Linked DNA regions of Mus musculus: regions 1, 2, 3, 4, 5 and 6 are each linked to region 7. A link is a contact called in public HiCAR-type, HiChIP or PLAC-seq and promoter capture Hi-C data. All regions are on one chromosome and are shown on one strand. The core of a region is the stretch at or near the end of the contact, and the rest is flanking DNA. Distances in the headings are between cores, read along the strand shown.

Evidence for each region. Promoter capture Hi-C pulls out the DNA fragments that hold promoters and counts their contacts. HiCAR-type assays count read pairs that join an accessible place to other places. HiChIP or PLAC-seq counts read pairs in DNA pulled down with a chosen protein or histone mark. Capture Hi-C pulls out chosen DNA fragments and counts their contacts.
Region 1: a contact with region 7 is called in a HiCAR-type map of astrocytes, with 6 times the contacts expected there. The contact joins the promoter of Ap4b1 here to the promoter of Atp5pb in region 7. A contact is called at or near these places in 1 of 39 promoter capture datasets (liver), 1 of 484 Hi-C or Micro-C datasets (muscle stem cells) and 1 of 115 datasets of contacts at active chromatin or transcription factors (astrocytes).
Region 2: a contact with region 7 is called in a promoter capture Hi-C map of liver, with 2.5 times the contacts expected there. The contact joins the promoter of Hipk1 here to the promoter of Atp5pb in region 7. A contact is called at or near these places in 3 of 39 promoter capture datasets (the C10 cell line, hippocampal neurons and pre-B cells), 1 of 484 Hi-C or Micro-C datasets (muscle stem cells) and 1 of 9 other capture datasets (liver).
Region 3: a contact with region 7 is called in a promoter capture Hi-C map of erythroid cells, with 7 times the contacts expected there. The contact joins the promoter of Trim33 here to the promoter of Atp5pb in region 7. A contact is called at or near these places in 4 of 39 promoter capture datasets (erythroid cells, hippocampal neurons, liver and 1 more) and 1 of 115 datasets of contacts at active chromatin or transcription factors (astrocytes).
Region 4: a promoter capture Hi-C map of pre-B cells shows a contact between it and region 7, with 4 times the contacts expected there. The contact joins the promoter of Psma5 here to the promoter of Atp5pb in region 7.
Region 5: a contact with region 7 is called in an H3K27ac HiChIP or PLAC-seq map of thymic regulatory T cells, with 8 times the contacts expected there. The contact joins the promoter of Gnai3 here to the promoter of Atp5pb in region 7. A contact is called at or near these places in 1 of 484 Hi-C or Micro-C datasets (CD4 T cells) and 1 of 115 datasets of contacts at active chromatin or transcription factors (thymic regulatory T cells).
Region 6: a promoter capture Hi-C map of liver shows a contact between it and region 7, with 3 times the contacts expected there. The contact joins the promoter of Tmem167b here to the promoter of Atp5pb in region 7. A contact is called at or near these places in 1 of 39 promoter capture datasets (liver) and 1 of 9 other capture datasets (liver).

Annotation. Positions count from the first base shown.
Region 1 is chr3:103,808,159-103,810,858 of GRCm38.p6, forward strand. Ap4b1 (adaptor-related protein complex AP-4, beta 1) reads left to right here and starts at 1,359. Exons shown (of 10, transcript NM_026193.2): 1 at 1,359-1,899. The coding sequence starts at 1,787. Dclre1b (DNA cross-link repair 1B) reads right to left here and starts at 1,229. Exons shown (of 4, transcript NM_133865.2): 1 at 742-1,229; 2 at 1-79. The coding sequence starts at 930. It overlaps Gm15471 (predicted gene 15471), which reads left to right. Exons shown (of 5, transcript NR_040412.1): 5 at 56-282.
Region 2 is chr3:103,789,879-103,792,578 of GRCm38.p6, forward strand. It overlaps Hipk1 (homeodomain interacting protein kinase 1), which reads right to left and starts at 1,397. Exons shown (of 16, transcript NM_010432.2): 1 at 1,117-1,397.
Region 3 is chr3:103,277,990-103,280,689 of GRCm38.p6, forward strand. Trim33 (tripartite motif-containing 33) reads left to right here and starts at 1,304. Exons shown (of 20, transcript NM_053170.3): 1 at 1,304-2,457. The coding sequence starts at 1,890.
Region 4 is chr3:108,255,628-108,258,327 of GRCm38.p6, forward strand. Psma5 (proteasome subunit alpha 5) reads left to right here and starts at 1,299. Exons shown (of 9, transcript NM_011967.3): 1 at 1,299-1,678. The coding sequence starts at 1,650.
Region 5 is chr3:108,144,760-108,147,459 of GRCm38.p6, forward strand. It overlaps Gnai3 (guanine nucleotide binding protein (G protein), alpha inhibiting 3), which reads right to left and starts at 1,393. Exons shown (of 9, transcript NM_010306.3): 1 at 1,129-1,393. The coding sequence starts at 1,246.
Region 6 is chr3:108,561,070-108,563,769 of GRCm38.p6, forward strand. It overlaps Tmem167b (transmembrane protein 167B), which reads right to left and starts at 1,397. Exons shown (of 3, transcript NM_026198.2): 1 at 1,202-1,397. The coding sequence starts at 1,211.
Region 7 is chr3:105,957,863-105,960,562 of GRCm38.p6, forward strand. It overlaps Atp5pb (ATP synthase peripheral stalk-membrane subunit b), which reads right to left and starts at 1,401. Exons shown (of 7, transcript NM_009725.5): 1 at 1,286-1,401; 2 at 1,000-1,036. The coding sequence starts at 1,325. Wdr77 (WD repeat domain 77) reads left to right here and starts at 1,636. Exons shown (of 10, transcript NM_027432.3): 1 at 1,636-1,836; 2 at 2,091-2,276. The coding sequence starts at 1,722.

The DNA.
Region 1 (2,700 bases), core at 109-2,608, 2.1 Mb before region 7:
TGGTTTCTTGCCCAATTTCATCTAGAGGTAATACATGACTCTCGCCAACCTCCAGGGCCCGGATCCAGTGCTTAGACACCTGAGGAAAACAGTTGGTCACCCGAGTAACCATAGACTTCTCTTTCATCAAGGAAAGCTGACCGAGTTCTGAACCACTCTCATGTAAGCTGTTATAAGGATTCCCAAGAAATCTCTCCTTCCTCTTCTGTCTCCCACCCTTTGTACAGATTTAAACTCAGAATCTGAAAACAGTCTAAATAAAGATTCTCACACTTTCTCCTATCATGATAATCCCAGCCATGGGTGGGAAACAACTGTCAAAAAAAGTTCCAGTCTCACACCAGCCACTTCTACTGACACAGACAAGATGAGGAGATGTTAGACAATATGTGTTTTTATCTAGCACATTAGATGAATTATTGGGGGCGGGCAATGAGTGTTGGGGATCTAACTTAGGGTTCTTGCACACACTAAACAAGTGTTCTATCACTGAACAGTCTGGTAGATTCTTAAATGCAAATTAGGAAAGCACTGGTTTTTGAAAAGATAGGAATCATTTCCTTGACTAAAAACCTCCAGGTAGTTAACTAGAAGCCAGTCTCATTCCGGGATCAATTCCCACATTTGTAAAAATTCAGTCCTTATGTCTCCCACTCGGTAATCCCCCAAACTGTGACAGATCAGAAGTCCCCACCCAGATTCCTGGACTAGGTCTCAGCGATCAAATCCCAGCCCCAATACCTGCAGGCGACGATGCAAGAGGCAAGCAGTGATGGGAGAGCAGTAGAGGGGCCGGGCCCAAGTGCTAGACAAACCCACCGTGTGGTCACAGTGCATGTGGGTTAAGAAGAAGAGCCGCGCCGAACCGGCACGGCGCAGGCTCCAAAAGTCCACAGCAATGGGCGTTTGGGGGATTACGACCCCGTTCATGGTGGCAGAGTTGAGGTGTCACCCAGTGGGGTCTTCGCGGGAACCGCACTCCTGAGTGAGGTTTCCACGACAGCGTCCCAATGACAAGTGGACTCTGGAACAAGTCCAGAAGCCCTAAAGGAAAACCATCCCAGAAACGGAATTAGTAGACAGAGTGAGAAAAAAGAAGGTGGCCGCGCTCGGGACGATCAGGATGAAAGCGCCCAACGCGGAAGAAGTCGGGAGAGCATCACTCACAACCGCGCGCTGGAGCTCGGGCCCAGTCCCCACATTGTCAAAGCTCGCGCGGCGGCGGGGAGACAGACCCTAGTAGTTGATTTCCGATCGCCGGCCGCGGCGCTCACACAGTGAGCTGCGCGCCTGCGCCGAGGGGGAGAATGGGTGGGGGAAGGGCGTCCGGAGGTCGGTGCCCCCCCCCCCCCCCCCCCGGACCTGCGCTCGGCGCTCGGCGCGACCCGGAAAGCTGCTCCTTGTGTCTCAGGGCGACGGGGCGGGATTTCCGCAGGAAGCTGTCTGGGGTGTCCTCGGCCACTGGGACTAGATTCCCAGGGAGGAGGCTGTGCTAGGTCTTTGGCCTTTTGCTAGTGTAGAATTCGTAACTGGGCCTAGAGAGAGTTGAGATCTGCTGGGCAGAGCCAACGGCCTGTGGGTCTCCGGGCGGCTCCTGAAGGGTCGGGGCTCGCCCGAGGACCCAAGAATGTGTTCCGCCCTGGGGGGCAGGCACAGCAAAGTGACATCTCGCCGTTAGTGTTTTCACTGACTACATCTCCTTTATTCAGGCTCCCACATCGAAATTAGGAGGAGCCCACGAGTTCCCTACGGGTCTGTGGAAACTGTCCCGTGAGTGTTGGCGACGATGCCATACCTTGGCTCTGAGGACGTGGTGAAGGAACTGAAGAAGGCTCTGTGTAACCCTCATATTCAGGCTGATAGGCTGCGCTACCGGAATGTCATCCAGCGAGTTATTAGGTATCACCAACCTACCATAGAATTCTAACTCCCCCCCCCCCCCCCCGGCCCCACTTTTAATCCTCTTCAGAGCTCTGCGATCACTCTGAAAAAGTTAAAGAAGGGCAGTTTTATCTTTTGGCCTTGAGGCTGCATTTCTGGGTTGTCATCTCAGTCTTCCGTGTGGAACACCATGCCCAGTTGAGAGGTCTCCTTCATACCACAGGCTTTAGCAATTGCGGCTGACTCCTGGTTCAATGACTTAACGTAGAACAGTTCTCCCTTTTTTCTAGATTCAGACCTGTATATCTTTCTGCTTGCTTTACATTTCGACTTGGATAGTTCATCAAAGATATGACCAAAATAATACTATCATTCTTCTCCTCTTTAAACCTACTATTCTGCTTGTATTTGTGTTATGAATGTCACCAGGCACCCTACCAAGCTTGCTAGTCAACCTTGAAAACATTGTCTACTGTCAGGTGGTATGAAAAATTCAAAATATCAATTCTTGTTCTTAAAGTTGTACTGTTGTTGGCTCAGGCTGTAATTACCAAAGCCTGTTGTGGTAGTTTATTAATAAGTAGCCTTGTCTCCTCACTTTGGTTAGGATTTTTTCTATTATATATGTTTGAACGTGTAACTAATCTATAGTTGTAGCTCAAAACTGTAGGTAGGACACAAAAGTCCCATGGGGTCCTTTTTTAAAAAATCGTGATCTAGGGATCAATTCTGATTTCATTAGGATGGGATAGAATCCAGGAACTGTATTGTAAATAAACAGTCTCAGTTGATTGTAGTAGTTTGGTTCCACAACATTGG
Region 2 (2,700 bases), core at 147-2,646, 2.2 Mb before region 7:
GGTTTTGCTGAGGCCATCCGCCACTTAATTTAACCCCACTCCGTCTACAGCAGGAAGCCATGCTGCTGTTTTCATCAGTTACTAGGAAACAAGATAAAGAGCGGACTGGGGCAACGGAGTCTACATTTGAAACTCTTGTTTGTGGCTGCACTACACTACTGAGAATTCTCAAAGTGTCACCAAAGAGACAAGAATGCGCATCTTATGAGTATCCACAACTGAGTCACTGGTTATGTAGAGAAAAGATTCACTTACTGGAGCTTGCCCCCACCCCCTCTCCGGCTTCCCGTTCCAGTACCCATTCCCAAACAGGAAAGAAAACGCGCCCAGCATAAACACACAGGCCATTGCTCACGGTTCGTCACCACAACAAACTGGAGGTTAGACCAACGCTCCTAGAGACCAAGTTTTTAGGTCTCGGTTGCCAAGCACAAAAGGGGGACGCTGCCCTACAGAGCTGTTTATAGTGTGGGTCCTACCCAAAGGCTTTTGGTTGTTTCCATCTTTTAATGTTTTGGATTTTGTTGTTCTTGGCTTTAAAGGCGACGACGGACTGCAAAAGTTTAGACCTCTAGCTTTGCCTTGCAGAGATAAACATATAGGTGGGCTGGTCCCCACACAGCGTTACCACCATCACAAATTACATACTCAAAGACTACAGAACATGAACCAAGAGAACAGAAAAGCTTCCATACCAGCCCGACCACCACGATTTACTCTAGATGCGGTTTCCCGGTCCCCAAAGGCACCAATACGCCCAAACTACAGCTACAGGGAGTGGGGTGACATGCACACGCACAAGCACAAGAACCTGCCACCGCAGTCCGCGGTTGGGGTGGAGATCTGTACGGTGGGGAGATGCCAGACGGACCCCTGTCACCTGAGGACAACACGATCTGGAGGGAAAGGCAGGAGGCAGGGGGAGCTGCCCATTTTCTCCGGCACGCAGTCGCGCCTGGCCGCTCGCGACCAGGCGCCTAGGGCCGCGCGGGGCCTGGCGAGAGAGGCACCCCAAGCAAGCCGGCTACCCAAGGGAGTCTGCGGCTCGCTCCGTCCCACCTCGGGGCGCCGACTCCCAAAGTCCACGACCCCAGCCCCTCGCCGAGCCTGACTCACCGCCGGTGTGTGTAGTTCTCAGCCTCGAGTCGGGGCCGCCGCGAGGAGGCGGCGGAGGAGAGGCGATCCGGGGCCCCGCAGCCGGGTCATCATACCCCCCGCACGAGCCGGCCCCGGCCCCGGCCCCCGCCCCCCGGAGCCGTCCCCGCGCCCGTCCTGCGGCCGGAGCCTCGCCAGCCTCCCGCCTGCCCTGCCACCCGGCCCCTTCCCGCCGCCGCCGCCTCAGCGCCGAGCGCTCCCGCCTCGGCCTCCCCTGCGGTCCGGGGCCACGGCCCGGCCCTTCGCTCCGCAGCCGCCGTTGTCACCAGACCCGACAAGTGGAGCCCCGAGCGACCGCCTCCATCCCGCCGGCCCCGCCTCGCCGGAACCATTCAGCCACCTAGCGCCATGACACCTACTGAGGCGGAAGTGCGGAGGAGCGGGAGGGCTGAGATCACTGCATCTTGCCCCGGGCCGCGGGTGTGGGTGGGCCTCCGTGGGGAGCCAGCGTGGACAGTGTGTGGGGACCGGTTTCCCAGTCCTCTCCGCACAGCAGTCTCCGAGGTCGTTTAACCGGCGTTTGGTGGCGGTCGGGTTTCTTACAGTTAGATGTCATCTCAGCTAGTGTGACATCACCCCAAACCAGTGTGATTTTCCCCCAACATCCCAATCACATCCCAGCGATTGGGCAGCGCAGGGAGACATTGACTACCTGGGGATGACTCTGAGGGTTTAGAATTCTCAGTTTTTACTTAAATTGTTTGCTGCCATGTCGATTTCAGGGCAGCATAAGGGATTTAGATGCCTCCCTGTGCTGAAGCGCTCCCACCGTAGAATCTGTTAGGAAATAAAATATCCGAACTCAGCTCCTCCATGCATGCAGTAAACAAAAATTGTCTTACCTCCACGAAGGGTAGAAAGGCGGTGGATTCCGGAAAGTGGACCTGGCATAATGTTTAAGAAAAATGACCCTGAAAACTAGGTTATCTTAGTAGACAGTTGCCAACTCAGCCTCAAGAGATTCTGTGGGACTTGATATGCCTTCCGCGCTGTAAAATGTTGGTTCTTAAAATGAGAAACATTTCTTGGAGTCGAGTATTTATAAGAGTAAGGTAGGATGGTACGTGCCTTTAAACCCAGGATTCATGCCTTTAAACCCAAGATTCTGGAAGGAGAGGCAGATGGATCTCTTGTGAGTTTGTCAACTTGATCTACATAGAGAGGCCCTACCTAAAAGAAAGAGGAGTGCCGGGCAGTGGTGGCGCACGCCTTTAATCCCAGCACTTGGGAGGCAGAGACAGGCGGGATTTCTGAGTTCGAGGCCAGCCTGGTCTACAGAGTGAGTTCCAGGACAGCCAGGGCTACACAGAGAAACCCTGTCTCTGAAAACCAAAAAAAAAAAAAAAAAAAAAAAAGAAAGAGGAGGAGATGGAAAATGTGTTCTTTCTTACAAGAACAGTCTGAACCCCTAACTGACTATCCACCACCATAGATTTTTACCTGTGTCCTGTGAGCAGAGAGCAGGTCTAGGAGAGGCCTTTCTATCAGTTATATTTTTCAGTCCTCACTCATACATCCATGATTTCTTTGGATCTTCACCTAACA
Region 3 (2,700 bases), core at 54-2,553, 2.7 Mb before region 7:
GGTGACCAACCATTTAAATAAATGAAACTATGGAGGCCATTCTTTGTTTTTGTTTTTTCTTTTGGTTATTTTGAGACAGGGTTTCTCTGTGTAGTCCTGGCTGTCCTGGAACTCACTTTGTAGACCAGGCTGGCCTCGAACTCAGAAATCCACCTGCCTCTGCCTCCTGAGTGCTGGGATTAAAGGCGTGGGCCACCAGGCCTGGCCACATGGAGGCCATTTTTATTCAAACGACCACAAGTGTTATCTCCTATTTTTCCTTTCCTTGTTGAAGCCATTCCTCTCACACTAATTCCAGGGTCTCTGTTTGCCTTAGGCCCTTTGTTTTTTGCCACCTGCTCCTGTCTGGAATACTCTTGTGCAAGCCAGGTTTCTTCACCTTATCAGCAGAGCCCTTGCTCAATCAGCACAAATCCTTTACACTCGCCTTATTTTTACTCCAAAGCATTTATCATTTCCCCCGACATACTCTCCATGTTCATCCTCTAAACTGTCAACTTCTTGAAGGCAGAGAGTTTCTTTGTTCTCCTGCAGGAACCCCAACGTTTCTATCTTAACACGAAAGTCAGAAGAGATTTTGAAGGAATTGATGAAAAACGCTTTTCTGTGAATTTAAAAACTCACCCAAATAAATTTCCTGTATAACTACGGTCTAGGACGGGCTTGTGAGACTCACATTAAAACAGCTGTTGCACTTACATCATTTCCCCTCCCCCATTTCTTTTTGGAGGCAAGGTCTCCCTATGAAGCCTGATGCTTAAGCTGGCCAGGAACTCAGCAGTCTCCCTGCAGGTGACTACAGGTGGGCACTATATCAAGTTACACTTGTTCTGGCAGCACTGGCTAAATGAAGGTCTGATGGCAGCCTGAGGCGGAGAGGCCCGATACCAACAAAACAAAACCCTTTCATAAAGCTTCTAAGATTGAGGTGGTGAGGACAGTCAGCTGGCCCACCCGGGGACGCCGAGTGAGATTCTCGGGATATAATATTGGTTAGAAACATGGTCTCCCAAACTGGCACATCAGCCGCAGGGACTTTTCAACATTCATCTGGTTTTCAACTTCCTGATTCTGTTTTGGGGTGTGGCCCTGGCATCTCTGTTTAGAAAAAAGCTCATTTGATTGGCTTTCAGGTATGTAGCAACGTTGGAGAATCACCTTAAGAAGCTAAAAATAGCTATTAGAAGACTTCTGTCTCACCGCAGGAGCCTATATCTGGAGACTTTTGGGGTGTGTGTGTACGTGGTGGGGGGAACTCTGCGCAGCCGCTCTCGGGTGTCACAGCCCTCTAGAGAACGCGGTCCAGCAACACCCAGCGAAGACCCAGGTGGTCCGCACCTCCTCGGTAGGAGGCCTCCGCGACCAAGCGCGCGACAGGTGAAGCTTCCGCGGTGGCGCGCCCGTCGCTGGGGATGGCGTCGCCGTGGAGACGCTCGCTCGGGGGCGAACGCAAGCCGGCCTCCTACTCCTGCATGTTTTCCCTCCCTTCTTCCCGCACCACCGCGGCTTCGGCGCTAGCAGCCACATCATAGAGACCCAGTTCCACCAGCTCCTACCGAGCTACACAACTCCAGCCGGGTGGCAACAGACCACACCGAGGCGCGGAGCTGCATCGCGGTCTGTCCCGCGAGCGCGCGCGGCCGGAGTTCCCGCCTCCCTCCGGAGGACGTCGGTGCGTACGTGCGCGTGCCCACCCCTCCCGCCCCGCGACGCGAGGGCGGGGGCGCCGCGTGCGCGCGCGCTCTCGTGCGTTCGCTCGCTCGCTCGCTCGCTACTTCGCTCGCTCTCGGCGGCCGCTCTTGCTGTGGCTGCGGCTGAGGCTGGGGGCGGCGGCGGCGGCGCGAGCGGCGGGCGGCGCGGGGCGGTCCGGCGGGTTCAAAGAGGAAAACATGGCGGAAAACAAAGGCGGCGGTGAGGCAGAGAGTGGCGGCGGGGGCAGCGGTAGCGCGCCGGTAACCGCCGGGGCCGCCGGGCCCACGGCGCAGGAGGCGGAGCCGCCTCTCGCCGCGGTGCTGGTGGAGGAGGAGGAGGAGGAAGGCGGCAGGGCTGGCGCGGAGGGCGGTGCGGCTGGGCCCGACGACGGGGGGGTGGCCGCGGCCTCCTCAAGCTCGGCCCCGGCCGCCTCGGTCCCCGCGGCCTCAGTGGGCTCCGCGGTCCCCGGAGGCGCGGCATCGACGCCGGCTCCAGCTGCTGCCCCAGCCCCGGCCCCGGCCCCGGCCCCGGCCCCGGCCCCCGCTCCCGCCCCGGCTCCTGGTTCCTCGTCGGGGCCACCTCTCGGACCACCAGCCTCGCTTCTGGACACCTGCGCGGTGTGTCAGCAGAGCTTGCAGAGCCGGCGCGAGGCGGAGCCCAAGCTGCTCCCCTGCCTGCACTCCTTCTGCCTGCGCTGTCTGCCGGAGCCGGAGCGCCAGCTCAGCGTGCCCATCCCTGGGGGCAGCAACGGTGACGTCCAGCAAGGTGAGCAGCAGGCCGCACCCGGGAGAATCTGGTGTGGCGGCTTGGGGTGCCGAGGGTGCTCGGACGGTGCAGTGCAGAGAGGTCTCCGAGACGAAAGCTACGGCCCCGGGGACGGTTACCAGAGAAGCTGCACCGCCGGAGATATGGGGAGAGAGAAGGGAGGGGTGCCGGCTGCGAGGGGCTGGGGGAGGGGATGCTGAGAGGGAGGTTTGAGGCGCTTCTGCAGAGGGTGGACTAAAGAGA
Region 4 (2,700 bases), core at 49-2,548, 2.3 Mb after region 7:
CAACCCAGAATGGTATTTTTAAAAAGACTTTTCAATGTGTGTGTGTGTGTGTGTGTGTGTTTGTGTGTGTGTGTTATGTGTGACACATATATAGGGGCCAGCAGAGAGCAGAAAAAGGCAGTGGATCCCCTAGAGCTAGAATAAAGGGTAGTTATGTGCAGCCTGACTAGGACGCTGAGAACCAAATGTGGGCATCTAGAAGGGAATCAGGTGCTAAGCTATCTCTCCAGCCACCAGAATTATGTTTTGATATAGGTATATATCACGATTAAGTTAACTTTCACTAACATTTGCCTTTTTTGGTAGTGATTAAAATCTACCTTCTTAGAAAAATTTCAAGTGTAAGATATTAACTCTAGTCATCCTGGTGTATCATATATCTCCATTAGGTATTAATCTTACCTGAAACTTTGTACTCTGACCACCTCACACCCCACCCCCGCCAAGCCTGGGCAGAGGTTCATGCATGCTATGAAAGTACTCTGTCACCGAGTTACATTCCTAGAGAGTCAGGACTTCTTCTTTTTTTTTTTGTTTTTTTTGTTTGTTTTTAAAGATTTATTTATTTATTTTATGTAAGTACATCGTAGCTGTCTTCAGACACACCAGAAGAGGAAGTCAGATCTCATTCAGGATGGTTGTGAGCCACCATGTGGTTGCTGGGATTTGAACTCAGGACCTTCTGAAGAACAGCCAGTGCTCTTAACCCCTGAGCCATCTCTCCAGCCCGAGTCAGGACTTCTTAACCACCTAACTTTCTTTGATAAATGATTCATTTACAATGTTTCTTAAAAAAAAAAAAAGCTCAAGTTGCTCTTCTACCCTTAGGAAGAGAAAACAAGAAGCACATACACAAATTAAGGTCCTTAAAAGCAGTGACTAATCTGAAGCTCCGATACTGAACTCCAGGTCTGGGTCTGAAACTTGGATAGTTAGGGTGGTGGTGGTGATGTGTACGAATCCAGGAAAGACTTGATAAAATAATCGTACCTATGCAAGAAATTGAAAAACGTTCTTGCTGATTAGAACCTATCAACTTTTAAAACTTTTTTTTTCAACAAGCCCGGCTGGCAGAACTGCCGGGCACGCTGGTAGAGGCGCACACATTTCTCTACCCAAGTCAAAAAGTCCTCAGCAAACCTAGTTCCGGCTGCCACCGAGCCGGGAAGACAGCGAAGAGCTGGGCAGGCGAGCGCGAAGTAAGAGACCGGTGTCCCCCGGCTGCATTTACGCGAGCTGGCGAGACTTACGTCACGATTCCGACAACCCAGTCATCAGGCCAAGTCTTGCAGCCATCCAAAGCGCGGCGTGCTCACTCCTCGACGACGAGGTTCACTCTCACCGGTTGCCTCGAGTCCCAGCGCCCGTAGCAACCAAGGGTGACGGAAAGCGGAAGTGCTCTCTAGTTCCGCCTCCCTGTTAACCCAGGTCCGGTGAAGAAGCTTGTCAAGTCCAATCATCGCGGCGAGAATATCAATCAGCCAATAAAAGGGAAGCACGGGAGGGCGGGCTAAAAAGGTCGCGTGCGCACGCGCAGACGGCTGCAGGGTCCTTGGTGCTGTGGCGGTGTGGTTGATTAGGGTGCTGCTTTCAATCGTGTGGCCTTTGGGAACCCCGCGTAGCCACTGCCGCCTCCTTCTGTCCTCGCCATGTTCCTCACTCGGTCCGAGTACGACAGGTTCGTACGGCGGGAAGCAGCAGGGTCGAAATTTGGGTGGGCGGGCCTGGGGCCCGCGCCGCGGCCTGGGTTCTGCAGTGTCATGGGGCGCCCGGAGAACCTAAGTCTGGCGGGACCCGGGGAATCTGGTTCCCGAGGCGCCCGGCGAGATTCCCCAAGCTACACTGCAGCGGACCCGTTGCACTTGTCCCGCTGAGTCACCGCTAATCCTGACTCCCCGCGGAAGCGAGAGGCTGGGGCTGCTTGGGGCAGGCGGCGGAGAGGGATCGGGACCTTTAACCTGGAGTAGATTAGGGGGACACCAGCCTTGCGTCCGTCTTTTCAACCTAAGTCTGACTGCTTAGGAAAAAGAAAAGTGAAAGGAGTTTCCTTGAATAGAAGCTACCAGAGACTATTGGATGAGTTTGTAGGAATCCGTCCTGTGCTGTACATTTTAATCTTTTTTGAAGAGCGAAGGCAGTTTTCAGCTATGCTCGGATAAATATATTGCCTACAATCTGGTTTTGTGGGAACTTGAATGTACAGTGGTTCTCAGAAGAGTTTTAATACACTGATTCCATTTGACCAAAGTGTGTGTATGTGAGAGGAGGTTTGAAAGCAAGTTAATTTTAGTGTTGTGTTGAAAGCTAAATGTTTTGTAAAGTCAAAGCTGTGTGGTTGTGTTTATTAAAAGAGCAGACAACCTAAAAACTTTCAAGTCTCGAAAATGCTAACTAATACTGTCATAAATGCTGTAGATACTGTAACTTTCAGTTTCTGTTTTGAGCAGTTTTGCAAACCACTGGGTTCCTTTAAAAGTTAGGGAAAGCAGACATTTTCTTAGTTCCAGGTTACCACTGAGAAATTACTTTTCTTGGCAAGTATGTATTGAGCCTGTCAAAATATATATATGTCATTCCAGGTGCCACAATTTTGACAGGCTCAATACATACTTATATATACACATATATACATACATATTAATCTCCATCCTTTTGCTGACTCAGAAAATATCGGTGAAGTTTTAAAACTATTTCCTGTTG
Region 5 (2,700 bases), core at 143-2,642, 2.2 Mb after region 7:
TATTTATCTAAAAAGCTCTGCTGCTTCCAGAACCTGTGACTTATTCGTAATGATTCTCATCTAACAGATTCCTCAAAGATATAAATAATGAATACAGCTGGATTTACTGGTAAGCTAATGCGAGAGAAGTTTATATGATTTACTGGGCCTATCAAAGTTTAAAACGAAATTATCCTGACTGAAACATGTCTGACTAGAGATAAAAAAGCCCACTTGAGTATAAGACAACACGGTGTTTGTAGTCTGAAAGCCAATACATACTTTTATTTTGAAAAACCCAATTAAAAAAAAAAATCAACCCCTCCCAAATAGATCACAATCTCTACAATAAATCTGCCCCAGTCCATATGTTATCCTCTACTATTCCCGACACACATGGTCCCACTGTCCTCTACCCCAAACCTCAAAAATGGCATTCTTTCAATTTCCTCAGCTCACACCATCCCTAGCCCTTTAATTTAAAAAAGGAATCACGGAAGCTCAAGAGAATTTAAAAAAAAAAAAGAGAGAGAGAGAGATTTTAAAAAAAAGTTGAAAAAAGTATTAGTGGCCTCTGCACCCAAGGTCTTTTCTTTTATACCTAAGAACCTGTCATTTATTTCAACCGCCTCCTGGGTGTTCCTGGACAACCCACCTCACTAACAGCACAAAAAGACTTGCGAGCAAGTTCTTTATGTGACCCTCTCTGTACTAGCTTCGCTATTTAATCATTCAATCCTTCCAGCTTTATCCTGACATCAAGTATCAAACTCACACAAACCCTAGACAGGCCCCACCAGACACCATACACTATCCTCCTCAACACGTTCCAGCCCAGTGTGAACCCTCCCTAATTTCGGTCCCTCCCTTTAAGAGCCGTGCCCGGATTCCCAGCACAGTCTCGGGGCTCCAAACTCCCCAACTCTACTAAGTACCATCCCAGCCGGGTTACACCCTCTCCAACCTGAAATCCCCACGCCTTCCGGGGCCTCAGTCGCCAAGCCCAGTACCCGCCCCATTGCTGGGCATCCCCTCCTTGTCCCTTTGGGGTCCTCTCTGCCGGCCTTGGCCAGACCCCGATCAGCTCCGGCTGCTCCCGGGGCCGGGCTCTCCGGCTCCAGCGCTCCAGCTCCGCCCCCAGCCCCTCACCGAGCAGCAGCAGCTTCACTTCTTTGGCCGCTTTCTCCCCGTCCTCCCGCAAGTTGCGGTCGATCATCTTGCTCCGCTCCACCGCCGCCTTGTCCTCGGCGCTCAACGTGCAGCCCATGGCGGCGGCGGGAGAGGGGACCGGGCCCGGGCTCACTCACACACACCGCGGGAATCGCCACACACCGGCGGAGACGGGTCTTCTGCTGGGCGGTGGCCTTCTCCGTCAGCTCCCCTAGCTCCCGGAAGAACCGGATGTGTGCTGTTTACGACACTTCCGGCGACGCCCAGCGGCCGTTACTACTTAGAGCGCTGTGCCAGTGGGAGGCGGAGGTGGTACGGAGAGCGGAAGTTCCCTGGTACCTGACTGTCCCCGTGGAGTGATGGCGAGCCTTCGCTCCGCACCTCCCAGCCTTAATACCCTTTTACTTCTCCGGCTCCTGGACTTGGATTCCAAGTGTAGAAAAAGCGGGACTTCCAGCACGTGGTGTGCTCTGGAGGTTTGGCGGTGAGGATCAGATTCTCAAATGAGAGCTCACAGTCCTCTGGGAATTGCTGTTGGGAAAAGCCTCCCTCTCCAGAAAACAAACAAACAAAAAAACCTTTTTTCCTTTTCATCTGTGATTTGGAGCCCAGGTCTCTGTCCAGAGCCGCGTGTTGGGCACTTCAGCCAAAGTTCCCTCCGTCTGATCCTTGAGCTGCCCAGCCTGGATGTTCACCCATTCCTCTGGCTACACCCATTATGCCAAGTATATATTAGTCCTTCTGCTACAACGTATGGATTTCTGTGAGCTGTACATATGCCTGGCACTCCTATGTTGGCAAAGGATCACTCGACCGCATCAAGTAATAGAGAGTGAAAAATAGGTAGTAAGTATTAGAATATGAAACTAGGTGTAATTCATTTATAATATTTCCACGCTTCCCTTTCTTCCAGGTAAACCTGAGGACTTAGTTCCATACCCAGAAATAAACGAGCTAATCTCTAATCTAACAAGAGTTCCTCTGTGATAGCCACAGAAAGGGGGAAGTTTGGTAAAAGTTGTCTTTCTACTATCTCCTGAATATTGGCTCTGTGAAGAATATCCTAAAGTCCCTACTAAATAGACCCACAATGACTCAACACCCGTTTTAAGAAGGGGCATTTTTTTACAGCCATTGAAACATTTCCCTGGAATTTAAAACATTTCTCTAGTAGGAGGTAACTTAAGCTACAAATTCCCAAGAGAAAGGTCTATAGTGAAAATTAATTAATTAGAACCATCTAATTAGATTAACCTCGTCCACGTCACCCATAATGCTTGTCAATTCCAAGTCTGGAAAGTCTCCCACTCATTTCCAAAAGAAACTGCTTTTCCTTTCTGATCACTTCTAGGGGGGAAAGGGTCAAGAGGAAAGGGGGAAACACAACATTATTGAGTACCTTTTTGCCAGGTAGGCACTTCCATGTCTCATCTCTTAATCCTCACAACAACCCTGTGAGGTAGGTAATATTAATCCCCATTGTCGCCAATGAGAAAATGGGCTCAGAGGAATTCAGTCGCTTTCCCACGTCCACACAGTAAGTACATCTGT
Region 6 (2,700 bases), core at 147-2,646, 2.6 Mb after region 7:
TCAAAACAACAAAACAAAAATGTATCTGATGCTTAGGTGACACAGAAAGCTCTTAGTTCTGCTTCTTACATGTGATACCCAGGTAAGCAAAATGAATTACATAAAGGCAGATTTTATTCAGTAATCAACTGTGCCAGAATATTTTATTTCCTAGTTTACACTATGTCTTCCTCCGTTCCTTCTTTAACTTTGTGTACTATGGTAAGACTGACTACCCAGAAAGCTTCAAATGGATATTATATACAATCAGGGTCTTTGTCGGTTCCCGCCAGTTCTGGACTATACTGACTTCTTCCAGTGAAACTATTTCACAGCTAGTTCCAGTATATCAGTCAGCTCACAGACAGTTTCTATGGATGCCTTTATGTCTTGCTCTTTTACTCCTATAAGTTAAGAGACAATGCCAAAATTCACAAGGAAATGACATTTCAGTCTTCAGTGTCACGTCTATGGAAGTCTATGAGAAATACTTTCCCGAGCCTCTCCAATCATAGTACCTAGAAAAGGCTTTCTTATTTCCGTTCCTGTAAGACTGACTATAAAGGTCTTAATTCATGCTCTAGAACCTGAAAATCATGACTATAAAATTGTTTGAAGCAATCTGGAAAAATTACAAGTGCTCCATCACTAATAAAAGGCGGCTTCTAAATCCACCCTTTGCGGTATTAGCCAGAAGCTCCAGATGGAGCCACCCAACTAGGACTTTAGTCAAACGAATGAAGGCTTTTTTTGGTGTCTTTTAAATTAACAAAATAAACAAACAAACAAAAAACTTTGGGGGTTGTCTACAATCACCTCCCCCGCAAACGGTGGGATTTGATACCATTACTAAGTCCTTTCAACCAGCTTACTGTCAGAAAGTATGAGACCTTAGGGAACTGGATAACAGCTTCTCTCCCCTGGGGACTAACAACATAATTCTATAGTGAACGACCTCCCCAGCGGCCAGAACCAACTTCTAGGAAAGAAAAGAGAGTAAAGGGTGATAACGAAAAGTCAGGTGTGGCACTAGGGTACCTTGATGGGCTTGAGAAAAGAGAAACTGCAAGGAGCATCCCAGACAGGAGTTAGGGGCTCCCCAAGGTCCAGGGGGGCCGGGCTGGGAGGGGGCGGGGGGAACGGCCACGTCAGTCTAGCCCCGCCCGCCACGTTTGGTCCCAGTCCTCTACCGCCACCCTCCGCTCGGGCCCCCAGCTCTCACCGTTCGTCATGGCGGTAGTGCCCGGCTGGGGTGAGGGGTCCGGGTTCAGCTGTGGCGGCTGCAAATGCGGGGGAACCCGGCTCCCACTTGACACTTCCCGATCCGGGCCGTGGTGACGGGGAACGAGCCGTAGTACGCAAGCGCGAGAGCCGAGCGAGAGAAACGCCGAACTCAATCAGGCATAATTAGCTGATCGTCGAGCCAAAGCCTCGCCCTGCCTGCGTAGCGTCTGCGTCCCTACGTAGTGGGAGGAGAGCGTGTTGGGCGAGGCTTCCTTTGTGGTCATGGCAACCGGAAGTCCGCCTGCTTGCTCCTGTCTAATTAGACCGACTGGACCCAGACAGTGTGTTTGAAAAATAAAGGCTGTAGGGATTGCTCTGTGACACATGTTCAGTGTGCCAGAACATGTCGTTCCCCGTTGTATCTACTTGAGAACAAAACTTAGGGTTCCAGTGATTCATGACCAAGAAACAAAAGAAAGCCATCCCGTTTCCTCCAACTTATTTAGGTGACAACTGGTAGTGAAATCAGGTACAGTTCCAAGAGAAAACACTTGGGAACCAGGCTATAATGCGAAGCAATTGCACGTAAGGTGGCGCACGTGTGTATACTACAGCAGGGTCACTGTATCTTACCATACCAAGCTGAAAACGTCACCACTGTCAGGATAGTTGGACCGTTCTTGGGGACACGGCTTGTTTGTTTTGTTTTGTTTTGTTTGTTTGTTTTGCTTCTATGCTCTGCAGCAGTAATATGTGCTGTAATATCTGAAACCCGACGAGAGTTTGAGTGCTGAGGGGGATACCACAGTAGTTGCTCGGACTCCTGGGACAGCCCTTGTTAGGTGGCTTCTTGCGGAAATCTAGCCAAGCTGCCTCTGACTTTCGTAAACGGAATAAGAAACTATAACAAAAGCCACATGCTTCCGATCCTAAAGCTTTCGGTTGTCAGAAGCATTCAGACAGCTTCCTGTTTGTTAGAATGACTTTCTTTTCCTTAAATTACCAGGATAGTTTCCTTTATCTGCAGAGTTTAAGTCATGCTGGCCTCACCTCTTCAGAAATGTACCCTGGCTTCTCTGAAGATGTTTTGACTAGATGATGACAGTCTAATGGTGGGCTGGCGTGCAGGGAACAAAGCTTTAGGTTCTGCTTTGTAAACTGGGACCTTCAATTATAGACAGCTGGGTCTGCTTTTCTAGAGTCTGACTGAAAGTGCTGCACTCAGAAACCTAAGAATTCTGTCCATTCCTGCTACAGTGCCATCTGCTGGCTGTGAACCGCCTGGTTACCTAGAACAAAACTGTCAGAAGACTTGGAATGGACAGTCAAGAGGAGGAAACCACTAGTAGAGTAGCCACAGTGTTTGATGTAGGAAAGAGTACTTGAGCCGGGCAGTGATGGCACACGCCTTTAATCCCAGCACTTGGGAGGCAGAGGCAGGCGGATTTCTGAGTTCGAGGCCAGCCTGGTCTACAGAGTGAGTTCCAGGACAGCTAG
Region 7 (2,700 bases), core at 151-2,650:
TACTCACATCTCTCAAGCCACAAGGTGAATGACAACCAAAGAGCTTAAAGCTGAAAGACGGTCAAGAGTGCTTACTGCTCTTCACAGGACCAGATTTGGTTCCCAGAACCTATGCTGGGCTGCCCACAGCAACCTCTAACTCCAGCTGCAGATCTAATACCTTTTTCTCTGCCTCTGCAAGCACACACGCACACAAAAATAAAATTATTAAAAAAAAAAAAAAGAGTTTGACATTCTTTGGAGAAAGCAGGGCTGGCATTAACAGTACATAAAAAAAGACCCAAGACACAGATGAGGTTAATTCAGGTTTTCTTGGTTTTGCTATGTTTAGATTTTATTGCAATAGGGATATGAGCTCTGAAGGGTTTTAAGTGGGGGGAACTGCCAAGATCTCTCTGCTACATTGAGAATGGACTGTATTGGGATAAAAACAGATGTTAAGACTGAAAGCCTAGTGAAATTGTCCATTTCAGAACTGTGGGCAGCGGCTTCATGCTGTAACAATGGTAGTGAAAGTAGTCAGACTCAAAGCATCCTCACGAGTTGAGTCTTACTGACGGATTAGAGGATGGAGCTACTGTGTAGCTGTCTCTAGGACTAGGGTTGTTACTGTGATCTCCACAAAGTTATCCACTGTCACATTATGTGATCATCAACACAAGCATTTACGAAGCCATATGTGTTTTCGGCCTCCTGATATGGTTAATAAAAGATGGAAATCTGGAAGACACCCAAAACAATAGGTTTTATTTTGCTGTATTTAACCAGATCTGTCCTTGGGGGTAAGTAAGCCAGTAACTTGGTTGTGTGTCGCTGAAGGTCACAACGAGGGGTGAGCCTCTCTTTGGTGTTTGTCAGAGGAAGGAACAGGATCATGTTCAAGGCAATTAGAAGAACAAACGTCCGAATGAGTATGCAAGCTGGCTAACGTGAAGGAAAACAGCAATTTTTGGCTTGACGCTAGGAAATGGAAAGAGAATAAGACGTGGTGACACTCACCCTGGACCTAGGGCGGCCGCGTTCTTCAGACACGGGGCTGGAAATACACAAGACGGAGGTTAGCAAAGTCAAGGAGAAATCGCGTTTCTACCTTCCCGGGTGTCGGCCCTGGCATCCGTCTCTGCCGCGCCCTGAGATGCTGGGCGGCCCGGGAGCTCTCCAGATCGCTCCCGTGGGTGAGCTCGGGCCCAAACGCCGCAGTCCGTCCTCTACCCGCTTCCCGCCTCCCCGGCCTGGCTTCTTCCTAGTCACCCTGCTACGCTAACCTAGGCTCTACGTCTCTCACCCGCTGTGGCGGCAGCAGAAAGCACCACCCGGGACAGCATTGTCTGCGAAGAGCGGGACAGCGGGCTCCGTGTCCCTGTGACCCCGACCCGAGCCTGTCAGGGGCAGGAGCAAGATGGCCGCTCGCACATCTCGCGAGAAGAGATCAGCTCGCTTTTTCTCGGAAGTTCTCGGCTTTTTCCCCGCCCCCTCCCCACTATCGCGAGAAGAGGAGAAAAAATGGGTGGGGCTGAGGGAGGGAAACAAACAAAATCCCGCTGCGGGGACAGGAGACGGAAAAGCAGGCTGGAAGGGTAGACACAATTCTCGCGAGAAGTAGAGCGAATTCCCTCGGAGAGGGGCGGTTGCGCAGAGGTACACCACGTGTGCGGTCCCTCCGGCGCCGAGTCAGGGTCTCTCGTCGAGTCTGGGTCTAGGTTAGATTTGGAATCGTGGAGATGCGGAAGGACACCCCTCCTCCGCTCGTGCCCCCGGCGGCCCGCGAGTGGAACCTGCCCCCCAATGCGCCCGCATGCATGGAACGTCAATTGGAGGCTGCACGGTACCGGTCTGGTGAGCCGAGATCCCGGGGCCTGGAAGCCCCTTTACCCCCAGTCTCGGGTGCCCTCTCCCGGTGCTGACCCTCTCGAGTCCTCCCAGCGCCGTGTGGCCCTCCTCGGCCATACCTGGCGTCCTGGCCCTGCCCCAGCTCAGCTCCACAAATCCGATCTCAGATTCAGACTGGTCCCGCCACGGGGTTCTGTGAGGTTACCATAGAAACAAGGCCTTCCATCTGACACCTTATAACTTTGCTCTCCCCACCGTAGATGGTTCCCTTCTGCTCGGGGTCTCCAGCCTGAGTGGTCGCTGCTGGGTAGGTTCTCTGTGGTTTTTCAAGGATCCTAGTGCGGCCCCCAACGAAGGTTTCTGCTCTGCTGGCGTCCAGACCGAGGCTGGAGTAGCTGACCTCACTTGGGTGGGGGACAAAGGTATCCTAGTGGCTTCTGATTCAGGTGAGTGATCCCCCTCCCCTGGAATTGAAGAGTTGGGTACAGGGTAGGATGGGAAAAGGTGTTTTATTATTTAGAAGCAGGGTTGTTTACCTTATTGGCTTGGCTGTCCCAGAAACTAAGTAGACCAGGCTGGCCTTGAACTCACAGAAGTCTTCCTCTGTGCTGTAATTAAAGACGTGTGCCACCGTGCCTAGCCTCCTGTTTTCTTTTGCTGTTGTGTTTGCTATGTGCTGTGAATTGACTCACCTTGCTAGGCAACTGCTCTGTCACTGGACAGTCCTTAATCCCACCTTTCTTTGAGTGTCAGGCTGAGAAATGTAGGCTTTGGCATTAAAAAAGACAAAGAAATGAAGTTGGTAGGTGATGGAGGGTAAATGTTGGACAAGCTAGGGATGAATATAGTCAGACTACATTGTATGCGTGT